Linked DNA regions of Gossypium hirsutum: region 2 is linked to region 1. The links are chromatin contacts, called in public Hi-C maps. All regions are on one chromosome and are shown on one strand. The core of a region is the stretch at or near the end of the contact, and the rest is flanking DNA. Distances in the headings are between cores, read along the strand shown. Region 1 holds the start of LOC107915047 (glucan endo-1,3-beta-glucosidase 14). Region 2 has its middle 34 kb from the start of LOC107915856.

Region 1 (6,673 bases), core at 2,159-4,658:
TTTACTAATTGCTTTGTGTTTTATTGGTATTGTGCTGTAATGTGTTTGTTTATGGTTGTAATTTTATCATTAAGTTTAGCGTTGAAGGTTTTACCTTTGTTTTGGTGATAATAGTTGAAATTAGGGTTTTGTGGAAGTTTTGATCTTTTCAACCATTTTTAGGGTTAAGTTTATTTTTTACATGGTAAGTAAAATTTCCAAAACATTTAACCAGGAAAGCAAAAATTTTCCTTCACATGTGTTTCCCAAAGTAAAAATTTCTTTCTTTGGAGAAAAGGGGACTCCTATTTTGCATTATATTATAAACTTCATGAGAGTTTCAGTGACAATCATGCTGGTTTTCCCAGATGAAATATGCTGTTATTCTCCTTTGGGCTTTCTTTAAACCTAACACTGGTTTTTAAACCTGGAGAAAACTTCCAAAGCAGTTACAGAATATGGGACAAAGCTCCGAAGCTTGAAATGAGTTAATGTTGAACACTTCAACTTTTATTTCAAAAACTCCAAAGTTTGTTGTTTTATAACTTAGGGAAACAAAATGAGCAGTCTTTTTCGTGCATATACTTGTATTCGATACCATCCCCTAAGTCTGAGAAACATGGGTGCACGTAATGGTAAATGTGTGTGCTATTAAGAGTGTAATGTAATACATTTAGTAATTCAATGGTCTCTACTTTTAGCCTGGGTAAGGGATTTTATTAATATTGTTTATAGATCTCACTGCTTAAGTTTATAGACTATGTACTAAATTCATTTATATCACAGACCCTACCTTAATCCCCGATGTATTGTAATCTTTCGATAATGATTCTTACAATATATTTTCTTTTGTCTTTGCATAAATTTGCAGTTTGTTCTGTAAGAGGACAGTTAGTTGATGTTTAAGGCCATATTTCTTGGCTAATGGAGTAATCAAACTATGTATTTTTCATTGGAAAATGATGATTTCTTGGGTACTTTTTAGCAGTTCACAAATTTAACTATTTGGGGATAGGCAGGTGGAGGCAGTGAGGGGGGGCCGGCCCTGGTTTTTGGGAAACAAGCTAACCCTTATCTGTTAAGGATCTGTGCATAAAATTAGGCAAACCTGTAGGGTTCTTCTGTCAGTTTCCTTTTGTAGTACAACTTTCAAGCCAAGAAAAAGCATATTTATCGTGTTAATGGTGATTGATAAGTGTCATTTTGTTTTCTTACAATGGCTTGGTTGGTACTTGGTATAGTATCATCTCAAATTCGAATCTTGCTGCATGGATCAATTGAAATTTGTATCCTACTGCATGAATCAATTGAAGCAAATTATAATCCCTACATTATTCGATTTTGAGTACGGCTAGATTTAGTATTTACATACAGGGAATTAAAACATGAGCAAAGGGCTGAACGTTGCTGATAAACCACTTAATTATATGGTCTGGAAAATCCTAAAAACTGCAGTGGATTGAAATGTCCGAACTTACCAGCATGAGTTGATTCAGTTTATTTTAGCACCGTGGCAAGCCCCAGGGTTTAAGTCTCACCAGTAATTCTATTTGGCGAGTAATCTATAAATACCAGTTTCAGTTTTTTATTAAACCAGTGGCATGCCCCGACTCGGACTAGATAACCTCCCCATACCTAAACTTTTTCTCTTAAAAGAAAGAAATGTCCAAATTTTAGTAATATTGTTTTCCTCTCTCTGTGTGTAGACACTGTACAAACTTTTCTTTTACTTTGTATCTAGTAGTCCTCTGCTTGATCAGCGTTGAATTGTTTCATGATCATTCCGATGTTAGTATTTTTTTCTTTTAAGTATTTAAATTTGTTGATGTCATTGAATCATTTGGCATGGCCCTTTGGCAGAAATTAAACATTCCCTTAGCAACTTAGGTCTTGACTACATATAGATCGACAATAACTTTGTGTCTTCCACTTGTTTTGTATGATCTGAAACATGCAGATGGATTATGATACATTTTGAATTGCATATTTCAGTGTTCATGTTATTGTGCTTCTTCTTTAATTAATTTGGCTGTAGTATACTTGTATAAAATGTCTTTCCGGTTTTTGTTTACAGTTTTCTCCCAAGAAAGTCGGTTCACCCAGGAAGACTGAGATCATGTTCATTGCACCAACTGGGGAGGAGATTAGTAGCAGGAAACAGTTGGAGCAATATCTAAAATCACACCCTGGTAATCCTCCAATAACAGATTTTGATTGGGGTACCGGTGAGACCCCTAGAAGATCAGCAAGGATCAGTGAAAAGGCCAAGACTGCTCCAACACCAGAAAAGGAACCCCCAAAGAAGCGAGGCCGAAAATCATTGAGTGCAAAGAAGGAAAACAAGGAAACAGAGGCCGTTCCTGAAAAATCCGAAGGTGAGAAAGAAAATGAAAAGGAAGATGCACCAGCCACTGAAAAGGAAACTGCGGCAGCTGAAAGAGAAAAAGATACTTCCATCGAAACTCAGGTTCAGGATGGAGGTAAAACAGAAGTGGCAGATCAGACTGGGCATGCTGACACCAAGATGGATGAAGCTGGTACAGATGTTAAGGTACCAGAAACTGCAGAGGCTGGCAAAAAAGAAGAGGCTGCTGGTACTGAAGAAACCCCGACTGCAATGGAGGTTCAAGAGAAACCTGCAGAAGCTAGTTGCACAGATGGGACTCAAACTGCAAAAGAAGGGGAAGCCCCTACTGAAAAGGTGCCACAAACTCAGGCAGAGGAGAATGGTACATGTGAGAAACAACCAGAAAACCCAGAAACTGTGACATTGGAAGCTAACGGGGGAGTAGAGAAAGAGAATCCAAATGGAGCAGTCCCTGTATCTGAGGGAGAAGCCAAAGAGACACAAGGTTTACAGGAGGTGGCTGGCAAGTGTAGTGTTGAGGTCGAGGACAAAGGCAAGGCAGTAGATGGGGAGGTGATTGAAAATGGTAAGGTTAAAGAAGGTGGGAAAGCTGATACCCCACAACCTACAGGATCTGCTCCTGCAAGCAACTAATATGACCACCAGTATCCTAGCCACCCTGTGGTATTCTAGTTTATTGTATTTGCCTGTAACCTCTATGATGATTCCATGGATGACTGTAACATTAATGATGTTTCTGCTAGATTTGTTTGTTAGTGGGATAGCAATCAACCTGTATCCCTGTAAGAAGTAGGTTTGAACGTCGCAGCTTTTGTTACATTGTGCAGAACTTAGATTGTAGGCACATGGAACTCGTGATTTATGGTTAGTGGCTCAAGTCTCAGATCGAACATTACATGTTATGTCATTGACTAACTGCGCTGTGTATGCTTGATATGTTGTTGACACAATATGCTGGTGTTTTTTTTCTGTTATAACTATTCGGAACCATGCAATGGTTCCTGGTGCATGGAACCGTCATGCCCTTGCTTAACGTGCAGCTTTTTAAACCCTGGTTAAAGCATGTAGGTAGGTGTTTCGCTCTCATGATTTGTTTACATAATTATTTGGAGTTAAAAGGCAACATTGATAGCTATCCTTCATGAGCATCTTCTATCTTTGCTGGGTATGCACATGCTGCGTTGTTTTCAAAGCAATAATCGAAGGTGTTTTGCCAATGATTTTTAAAACTGTTAAATAAGAGCTATATTTTTCTTTATTCAAAGGTTTTCCATATGAATATAAAAGTAGGCTTTTCGTTAACCTACAAAACTGTTTCCTCACTAAGCTTGATTAAGTAGCTTAATAATCATGCCACCTCTTCTATAATGCAAAAGCAACAAGCAAAAGCCAAACTTATTTCCATCATTAACCAATGATTCACTTCTCCTCATATCCCAAGAAAGGTATACATAAAATTTATTCAACTATCCATCTGCATACACGAGGGGCACATGTACTTTTTACGAGTAACAGTGTCATTTGTTTATGGACAAGCCCCCAAGAATAGAAAGTTGCAGAAAAGGCATACTTTGATAGTAAGAATCTTTTAGTTTTTTTTTTTTTTTTTTTTGAACTTTGGGTTAAGGTTAAGAATCTTCGTCCTCTTCTTTATTTCTAAAGCCTTTTTGGTACATCATCTTTAAATAAGGTTTAAGAATATTTTCTTGGGTGGTTTTTGTGACATGCCTGCATTAACAAGTCTTGCCTTTCTTTTTGCTATAGTTTTTAAGTCATCAAAGACTGGACCAACCCCACCTCTTTTCTACAAATGGAATGCACATCCTCCGTTTATCTTCCTACATTTCATATGGGTTCTTCTATCTTTCTCTGGCTCTTCCTCATCTTCTCTGTCATATTCTCTCCTGGTATGCACCTTTCGTTATTGTATCTTTTCTTTTTGCTGATACTTATTGCATATGTAATACACCATAAAAAAATTTTAAAAAGAAAAAGGTCCCTTTTTTTCATCAATATGGCTGCTTTGCTTTAATCCATTATAAGTTTGGTTGCATGCTGAGTTGATGAATTACTCTGCGTTTCAATGACTGTATTATTGCCCATGTCTAATTAAAGCACATATATTATTGGTGATGTGTGTGATCATGCAGTTTCAGCTAAACATTCAGTCACATGGACCTATGGAGTAAACTATGGCAGAATAGCAAACAACCTACCACAACCAGAAAGCGTGGTGACGCTTCTAAAAGCTGCAAAGATAAACCACATTCGAATCTACGACGCAGATCACGGAGTTCTCCAGGCCTTTAAAGGGTCCGGTATAGAAATTATAATTGGACTTCCCAATGAATATTTAAAAGAAATAAGTATAGGTGAGGACCGTGCCATGAATTGGGTACAAGAAAACGTACAGGCATTCCTTCCCGATACTCGAATCCGAGGAATAGCCGTCGGCAATGAGATATTGGGAGGGACAACTATAGAACTTTGGGAGGTCTTATTACCAGCAGCAAAGAATGTTTATAGTGCTCTATACAGATTGGGTTTACAGCATACTGTTGAGGTTTCAAGTCCACATTCAGAAGCTGTATTTGCCAATTCTTTCCCACCATCAGCTTGCATCTTCAGACCCGATGTTGCTCCTTTCATGAAGCCACTATTGGAGTTTTTCTCACAGATTGGCTCTCCGTTTTATATAAACGCATATCCATTCCTAGCCTACAAGAATGACCCTCAACACATCGACATTAACTACGCATTATTCAAAGATAATCGTGGGATTTATGATGCAAAAACGAAGCTACATTACGATAACATGTTTGAAGCTCAGGTAGATGCAGCCTATGCAGCATTGGACAAAGCTGGTTTCAACAAGATGCAAGTCATTGTTTCTGAAACCAGTTGGGCTTCGCGTGGGGATCCTGATGAAGCTGGTGCAAACGTGAAGAACGCAAGGACTTACAACCGGAACCTGCGTAAACTATTGGCTAAGAAGAAGGGAACCCCATTTAGGCCAAAGATGGTGATCAAGGCTTATGTTTTTGCACTGTTCAATGAAAATTTAAAGCCTGGGCCAACATCCGAGAGAAACTTTGGATTGTTCAAACCTGATGGAAGCATTGCGTATGATGTTGGGTTCACTGGACTGGTGCCTTCTGCAGCACCACCCTCCATACTTGTCTCTTTTAAGGTATGCTTTGCTTTTCTTCATTGCCTATCTCATAACATTCCATTTGAATATGATTACTGTTGTTGATTTGTGTAGTTAATTTTGTCAACATTGGTTTTGTTTGCAGGAAATTGCGGGGCAGGGTTGGTTAAGATGGTCTTATTTATTGGTTTCCACGGCTTGGGCTGTTGTTTTACTCTAGTCTTTAGGATTATCAACATTATTTACTAACTTTGGATTCTTTGTATAGAGAAGTTCTTATCCGACCAAGTTTATTCAACAATAAAACTTCTATTTCTCAAGCCTCCAATTTCCTTTTTTATTTACCAAAATATCTTTTCATAATTTAATATTTTTATTAATTTATTAAATAAAATTTTAAATCTAATTAAACTATTATAAGAATCCCATTCCTAACTATAGAATAATTTGAGCTGAAAACTTTTTAATTTTAATGTTCATTTCGAAAATAAGTAACTAAAGACAATCAACTGTGCATATTTTTATTAGTATAATAATAAATTTAGCTTTTAAAGTTTACACAATTTATCAATTTCATCCTGATTTAATAAATTTAGCCTACAACATCACCAAATAAAAAAAAGGTATAATTAGTAGTAAATTAATATTGTAATGTTGGAATTAATTATCTCAATTTTGAAAGTGCGGTGCACATTTCTAACATTTAAAGCAATTAAGACAGCATTCAATATTTGGGATATATGTTGTTGTTCTCTTGGTGGGAAAATTCTAATAGCCAACAAAAGCATTAATTCAAATCAGATACTGGATTAAATATAACATTTTGATTCATTCCATTTTAAATTATTTTCTGATTTTGAAATTTGAATTTAATAAATTTTAAATGCAAACATTTGATTTCTTATTCCACGAGAATAGCACCAAACAAAATCAAATCTTTACTTTTTTTTTAATGAGGTTTTGGGAATTTATGTATGTTTTATTTTTTATTTCAAATTTTATTCTAAATTTAAGTTAATTACATTTTCAGAACCATTTTGAATATATTATAATTGTTCTTATGTTTTTAATAGTTTGATATTTTTAAAAAAAATTAATTAAGTTTCTCCGACCTTTTCGCACCCAATTGAACCTTTCAACTAAGAAAATTAATCAAATAGACTCTTTAACGAATG
Region 2 (6,673 bases), core at 1,308-3,807, 48 kb after region 1:
GTGAGATTAGTTACTGTAGCGGTGAGATTGGATACTGTAGCAGTGAGATTAGAAACAATGGTGGAGTGTGTGTTTGGATTCAAACGCAGCTGTAGCGGTGAGGTGAGAATAAAAAATGACTATTAAGGACATCAGATTAGAATTGATATATAATAGAAGTTATTTAAATTATTTTACTTTTTTAAATTATTAAAATATGTGAATTTATAAATTCATTTAATAAAATATTAAAATGTATCTTTCAATATTTTAATGAATTATAAAATTAATTTAAATTATTTATTAGATAAAATGATAATTATTTTTAATTTTGTTATAGTAACTCTTTTTCTTTTGCTCTCACCCAAGGGTCCAAGGAGATGATTTACTTTCTCCACAAAACATGGTCAATTTACTCCCAAGGGCTTTGGCCAATTCCTCAACTAATCCCTATCAATTTCCAATCAATTAAATTCTTCCTCCTTACATTTAACATACCACTTTACTTTCCTCTACGATTTAATCCATAAGCCAATTCAATTTAAATTTTAGAAAATTTCCGGTTTCATGTTTAATTAATAAATAAAAGTATCATTTAACTTCATCCCTAATATGACACAAATTACGATAAATGGAAATTTTGGATTATATTATTTGCTTTTTTTTAGTATTATTATTCCTACTATATTTTTCTCTCAGGTGTTTTTTTGAGTAATGAAATATTAGAGTAAGAATTATATGAAATAGAGATATTATCTCTTTATTATAGTTTAATATTATATTAATATTTTTATCCTAAATTTTATGATTTTTATTTTTATTTAATTTTTTCCAAAATAAAAATATGATTAAACTCATCCATTCCAACTCATTCTTCTTCATGTTCTTTTCTTCTCTGAATACCCGTTCATGCCTTCTTATTTTTTCCAGTTTGTGAAACTAATGCCTAATAATTTAAGCCAAAATTAGGGAAAAAATATAGACCAAGTAATAACATCATTGCTAGATTAAATTCATTCTCTTCTTCAGTGTAATTTCTGAAACTAGAATCTGTATCTTCTTTTAACTTCCTTGAGAATCCCCATATCTTCTTTTCAACTTTTTCATCTCACTTTCTTTAAACACAACCCTTAAAAGTCACCTAACACCTTTTCAATTTGCTCTTATTTTTATTTTAGATTCAAAATAACAGCCGACCACCATGGATGTAAGTTGTGTTTCTCTTCTTGTTTGAATTTCTTCTTTAAAGCTAAATCTAAGGTGGGATTTTTCTTGTTTTGCCTGTTTAACTAGGATTATAATTGCAAGAGAAGTGGGCAAATTCCAGCATTTGGAGACTGGGATCATGCAAATGAATTGCCCATAACTCAGTACTTTAAATCTGCTCGTGAAGCTGGTTTGATTCGTTTCAGCTCTTCATCAGCAAAACCCAAACATTATCTTACTGTTGATTTGAAAACCAAACATCCTCGTAATCATGTTCCTGTTAGAAAGGTTAGCTAGCTCTTCTTCTTCTTCTAAGAATCTTGCTGAATTTGAGATAAGAGAATGAATGGGGTTTGGTATAATATTTAGGGTATTATTGTCTTCTAAAAATGTCTACTGCCCTACTGGAACTTTTACCGGTCAGCTTAAAGCTGTCCAGTGCAGTAGAAACTCCTCACTGTGCTGGAAGCCAACACATTCAAAGGCTGTCCAGAGTCCAGTCCAGTGCAATGAGATTGATAATAAAGGGGAAAAAATTCAACGCACTGTTGTGCGTTGGCATCCAAAGGAGCCATTAGTGTAAAAACAGCGGTGGCGGTGAGATTAGATACTGTAACGATACTGTAGCGTGAGACAAAAAGTAAGCTAAACGCACCGCACCGCACCCAATCGCCCATCCAAACCCACTCTTAAACTCTTCAACTTTACGATTACAATCAAAACAATTACTCATGTATAAATTAAAGACTAAAATTATATCAACCACTATTGCCGACTACCATGATACAAATACTCTAATTCTTAAACATATCCACCTTAGCATTCGAGTTAAAACACAAAATGCAATAATCAATTTACTTTGTAATAAAATATAAAAAAGAATTATTATTATTGTAGTTGCTGCTGCCGTTTTGACTTGACCCATATTGAATTTTACTGCAGGCTCTTGGATTCTTTTTAATAGCGGAATCTAAATGTGATGGAAATGATAATAAAAGTTAAAGTTGGGGAAATGGGTTACTGGCTCTTTGCTTGTCCTCAATGGTTAAGTGCTTTTCACTTATCCTTGACAAGGATCGAGAGCCGGTAAGCATAGGAAATCAAAGAAAACCAAAACCAAAATTAAAATACGAAATGAGGTATTCTAAAATACCTTTTTATTTTATTTAAAAAATAAAGGAAAATGAAAAAAAATCATTTATATAAATTGAAGTAAAAATCCATTTTGTTTTCTTTAAAAAGTAAACAAAAAAATGAAAAAGAAATCATTTATGAGAACTCAAGGAAAAATCCATTTTGATAGGAGTAAATGTGTGAAATTGTTGCCATAGGCTCATGCCCAACCTGATGTATTTTGGGCCATGGCCTGTAGTCTTTTTAGGGGTGAGCCAATAATTGGTTTATTCTCTTATATTTAACCCCCCATCATTCTATTATAATTGGTTTTATCCGTGAAGTTGGTTAGTCGATTTATTTAAAATAATTAAAAAATTAATGTCTTGTAAGTTGTAAGTATGAAAAGTTCATAAGAAGAATTTAAAAAATAATAATAATTAAGCTATTCGACTTAATTCGCACCCAATTGAATCATTATCGCTCAAAAATTTAATTAAACCCTTCTACTAATAATTTTTGTATTTGTCTTTGTTGGCCATTAAAATCAGCTAATGGACACACAGAAGCACTAGATTTAATCTTTCATTTTTTTAATATAAAAATTATAAAAATATGGTAAAATTGTAAAGCTTATAAAAATTATTTAAAATTTATCCAATTATAGGAAATTATAAAAGAAACTTATAAAAATTACAAATATACATTAAGATTTTAATAATTATTGAAAAAATATTAAAGTTTTAAGAAATTATAAATTTATTATAAAAATTTATAAAAACTTTTGATTTTTAAACTATTTAGGGTAATGACTAAGAGGGTGGTCGGAGATGCAGGCTTGATCTTGCTACGATGTGGCTGGCTTTGGTTGTGGCAGTGGGCCGAAACGATGGCCTAGGTTGCTCTATGGTGATTGCTGATACTTTGAGAAGCAAGGGTGGAGCAGCTGGTGTGTGTTAGTGTAACATAATGGCAGCATTAGGACTCAAGCGGGACCAAGGGTGGACAAGGAAGGGTAGTGGGGAGAGTGCAGTGGTTTATGTAAAATATGAAATTTAAAATATAGACTTGGATAAAATTTAAGACTTGTTTTCTATATAGGTTGAGCCTTGGACAAAAATTTTTTACCTGAGCCTGACCCAAATATTATTATATAAAATTATATATGTTTAATTTATATTAAATCACTAATTCAAAAACAATTAAATTCATTATCTAAAACCTAAAGTAACACTCTAAACCCGACCTATGCCAGTCAACTAGCTTACCATTAAAAATGGTTTATGTAAACTCAACCCAATTTAAAATGCAATTAATAAACTAAACAAAAAACTTAATTCTAAAATTTGCCAACCAGCTTACCATTTCAGTCACAGAATGCATAACAAAATTTTCTTCGTAATAAAAATGTAATTGTTGCCATGTACCCATTATGGGTTATAATATAAAATCTATAAAACATATCACTGGCTCACTCCTTGTTCTCAATGGTTAGGTGTTAATCTTTATCACTTAACCATGGGCAAGGTTCGAGAGTTGGTAAACTCAGGGACTAATGGAAGCAAAACAATTAACCTTTATTTCATAAGAGGTATTCTAAAATACCTTTTCTTTTCCTTCCTAGAACTCAATGAAAAGTCATTTTGATACTAGTGTGTCTGAAGGCTCTCAAATCTCGCCATAGGCTCATGCCCAACGAGATGTGTTTTGGGCCAACACTTGCAAAGGTTATAATCTATCATGGTTATTTTGAAGGACTTAAAAAGGAGATTCCTATTTTATTTAGGTAAATTATATTTAATGTCACTAAATTATTAGTAAATTTTTTTATAGTAAAAATGACTTTAAGCAATGTTTCTAAATTGTTTTGAAGGAATTAAGGAGATTCATATTTTATTTATGTTTTGGTTATTCAATTTTAAAAAATTTAAAAATAGTCGTTAAATTATTCAAAAATTTTCATTCAAGCTACCGGTTGTTAAAATCGTTGCTATACAACCCTTTATGCTCGAACCGCCTACACCAATCAAAAGCTCTCTTTCCCTTCTTTTCTACAATTCAATTTTTTTCATGAAACAATTTTGAATGTCACAAATTTGTAGACCAAAATCCAAACAACTTTCTTTTTCAATCTCCAACATTGATCGTCAGATCGACTTGGATCTAAAGTTTATTTTTCTATTCGTCGATGGGTACTAATCCATTATACCGATCGTCGAATCGTCGTTTGGAGCCCACTAGCCAGGCTTTTGAAAAACAAAAACTTAATAGCGTAGTAACTTAAATGAAAACTTTTGTATAGTTTAGTGATCATTTTGTAATTTTTTGAAGTTAAGCGACCAAAACTTAAACTTACTACTAGTTTAGGGACATTGTTGTAGTTTACCCTCTTATTTAATAATAGTGTTTCTTTTTAAGTAAAAAATCGAGGCAAAAAATATACTAAAAAACAAATCCAACAACCCCAATAAAATACAAGTCTGACTTTTCAGTCATTTGGGGAACAAACAAACAGCTATAAAGAAAGAAGTAATTAATAGGAAATATAAAACAGAAACCAAAACAAAAGAAGAAAATTGCCTCGGAGCAGAGGAAAATGAATCATCAATAGAAGGAGACCTTCCATCTTCTCCTCTAGATAGAAATCATCCAAACCCAGAACTCCGATAGTCTTCCAGTCAAGAGGTCACAAGCAATCGTAGAATCAAGTCCCTTCAGGAATCTGCAATGACCGACGGTCATTTTCAACCATCTCAGCTTAGCAGCTTCATGAGGTACATCTTCAACCCAAAAATGAGAGTTTCCCAGCTTAAACCCATTTTTAGCAATTGTATGGGCAACAGTATTTGAATCTCGATCTGCATGTTGAAATAAAACAGAAATAAAATAAGGGACATCACTCTAATATCTTCAGTAAAAATTCCAATAACAGATCTATCTGTAATCCCTCTACGAGCCTTCATTATAGTCATTCTAGAGTCCCCCTCAATCACCACCTGTGAGAACCCCGTGTCCTTAGCAAAGGTTAAGACTTGGAGACAAGCCAAAGCCTCTGCTGAAAAAGCATCTACAACGTTACTATTCAGAATCGACCCACTTTCCATAATCGGCCCTAAATCATTTCTGATGACGAAACTTGAACACGACTGATGTAGATTTTGCTTAAACGCTGCATCAAAATTAATCTTTACAATCGCTTTTTCAGAAGGCAACCACTTGGACAACATGGTTCTCTGCATTTCAGGTAATCTCTCTTTAATCAATGAACTCTCCATTATAAAACTCTTAATTTTGTTCTTATCTCCTGAACTGATTGTTGTTTACCCTCCATTACAAATTTATTGCGAGCATGCCACAACATCCACATTGTAGTCAGAATTTTACTACAACCAATAACATCATTCGTCTGAAAAATGTAAGCCATCCCATACCATAAACTATCACAAGAAGGATCTGTGACCCATTGTAAACCCAATTGACTCTATACTTCATTCGCAGGTCCACACTTCAGAATGACATGCATGGTTGATTCTAGAGACAAACCACACCTTGGACATAAAGGAGAAAACGCAATTCGCCTATTGTATAGAATATAGCCAGTAGGGATCATATTGTGTAAAAGTCTCCAAATAGTGATTTTAATTTTAGAAGGGATGTCTAAAAGCCATAATTTTTTTTTAAATTGCACTATAATCTTGGGAGCTTTCCTCTGTATTTTGATGGTCGATGAGGGTCCTATAACCACTACGGATAAAATAATCACTAGAGCTATCACCCCTCCAAACAATCATGTCTTCATCAATCGGGCGGGACAGAAGGATACACTTGATAGCCTCAACTTCCTCCACAGTAAACACACAGGTAATGGCTTCCTCTTTCCAAGTTTTTGAATTGTGATCTAATAAGTTTGCTACCATAAAAATTGTATCATTAACCACCATGTTACGAATTCCCCCCGCCTAAATAGGAAGCCAACTATCTCTCCATATCGAGATATTAGTACCCGAACCCACTCTCCAACCCACACCATCCTCCAAAACCTTTCTAGCTGCAAAAATACTACACCATACATACGATGGGGTTGTTCCCAAATGAGCAGACCAGAAACTTGTATGCGAGAAGTATTTAGCTTTAAAGATACGGGCAACTAACGAATCAGGTTTAACTATAAACTGCCAACCCTATTTTGCCAAAAGGGCGATATTGATCTTACAGAGGTCACGAAAACCCATTCCCCCTTGATCCTTAGGTTTACTTAATTCAAACCAATTACACAAATGCATACCCTTACGAGTAGCACTTTTCTACCACCAAAACCTATTTATAATTCTTTCTAACTCATGACAAAGAGTTTTGGGAAGTAAAAAGCAAGACA

The links. A called contact is a pair of places that touch in the nucleus more often than the background predicts.
Region 2: a Hi-C map of hypocotyl shows a contact between it and region 1, with 4 times the contacts expected there. The contact joins the enhancer-like site here to the promoter of LOC107915047 in region 1. A contact is called at or near these places in 15 of 34 Hi-C or Micro-C datasets (anther, callus, fibers and 3 more).

Annotation. Positions count from the first base shown.
Region 1 is chrD10:9,229,456-9,236,128 of Gossypium_hirsutum_v2.1, forward strand. It overlaps LOC107915047 (glucan endo-1,3-beta-glucosidase 14), which reads left to right and starts at 3,409. Exons shown (of 3, transcript XM_016844148.2): 1 at 3,409-4,254; 2 at 4,498-5,537; 3 at 5,644-5,824. The coding sequence starts at 4,158. The coding sequence ends at 5,718. It overlaps LOC107914157 (methyl-CpG-binding domain-containing protein 11), which reads left to right. Exons shown (of 3, transcript XM_016842951.2): 3 at 2,054-3,242. The coding sequence ends at 2,980.
Region 2 is chrD10:9,278,539-9,285,211 of Gossypium_hirsutum_v2.1, forward strand. No RefSeq gene overlaps it. Among protein-coding and RNA genes, the nearest start is that of LOC107915856, 34 kb to the left of the region's middle. Within about 2 kb of position 2,558, at least 4 of the 9 cell types and tissues checked have an H3K27ac peak or open chromatin away from gene starts, as enhancers often do. A contact at or near this core is called in fibers, hypocotyl and leaf, where this site is marked.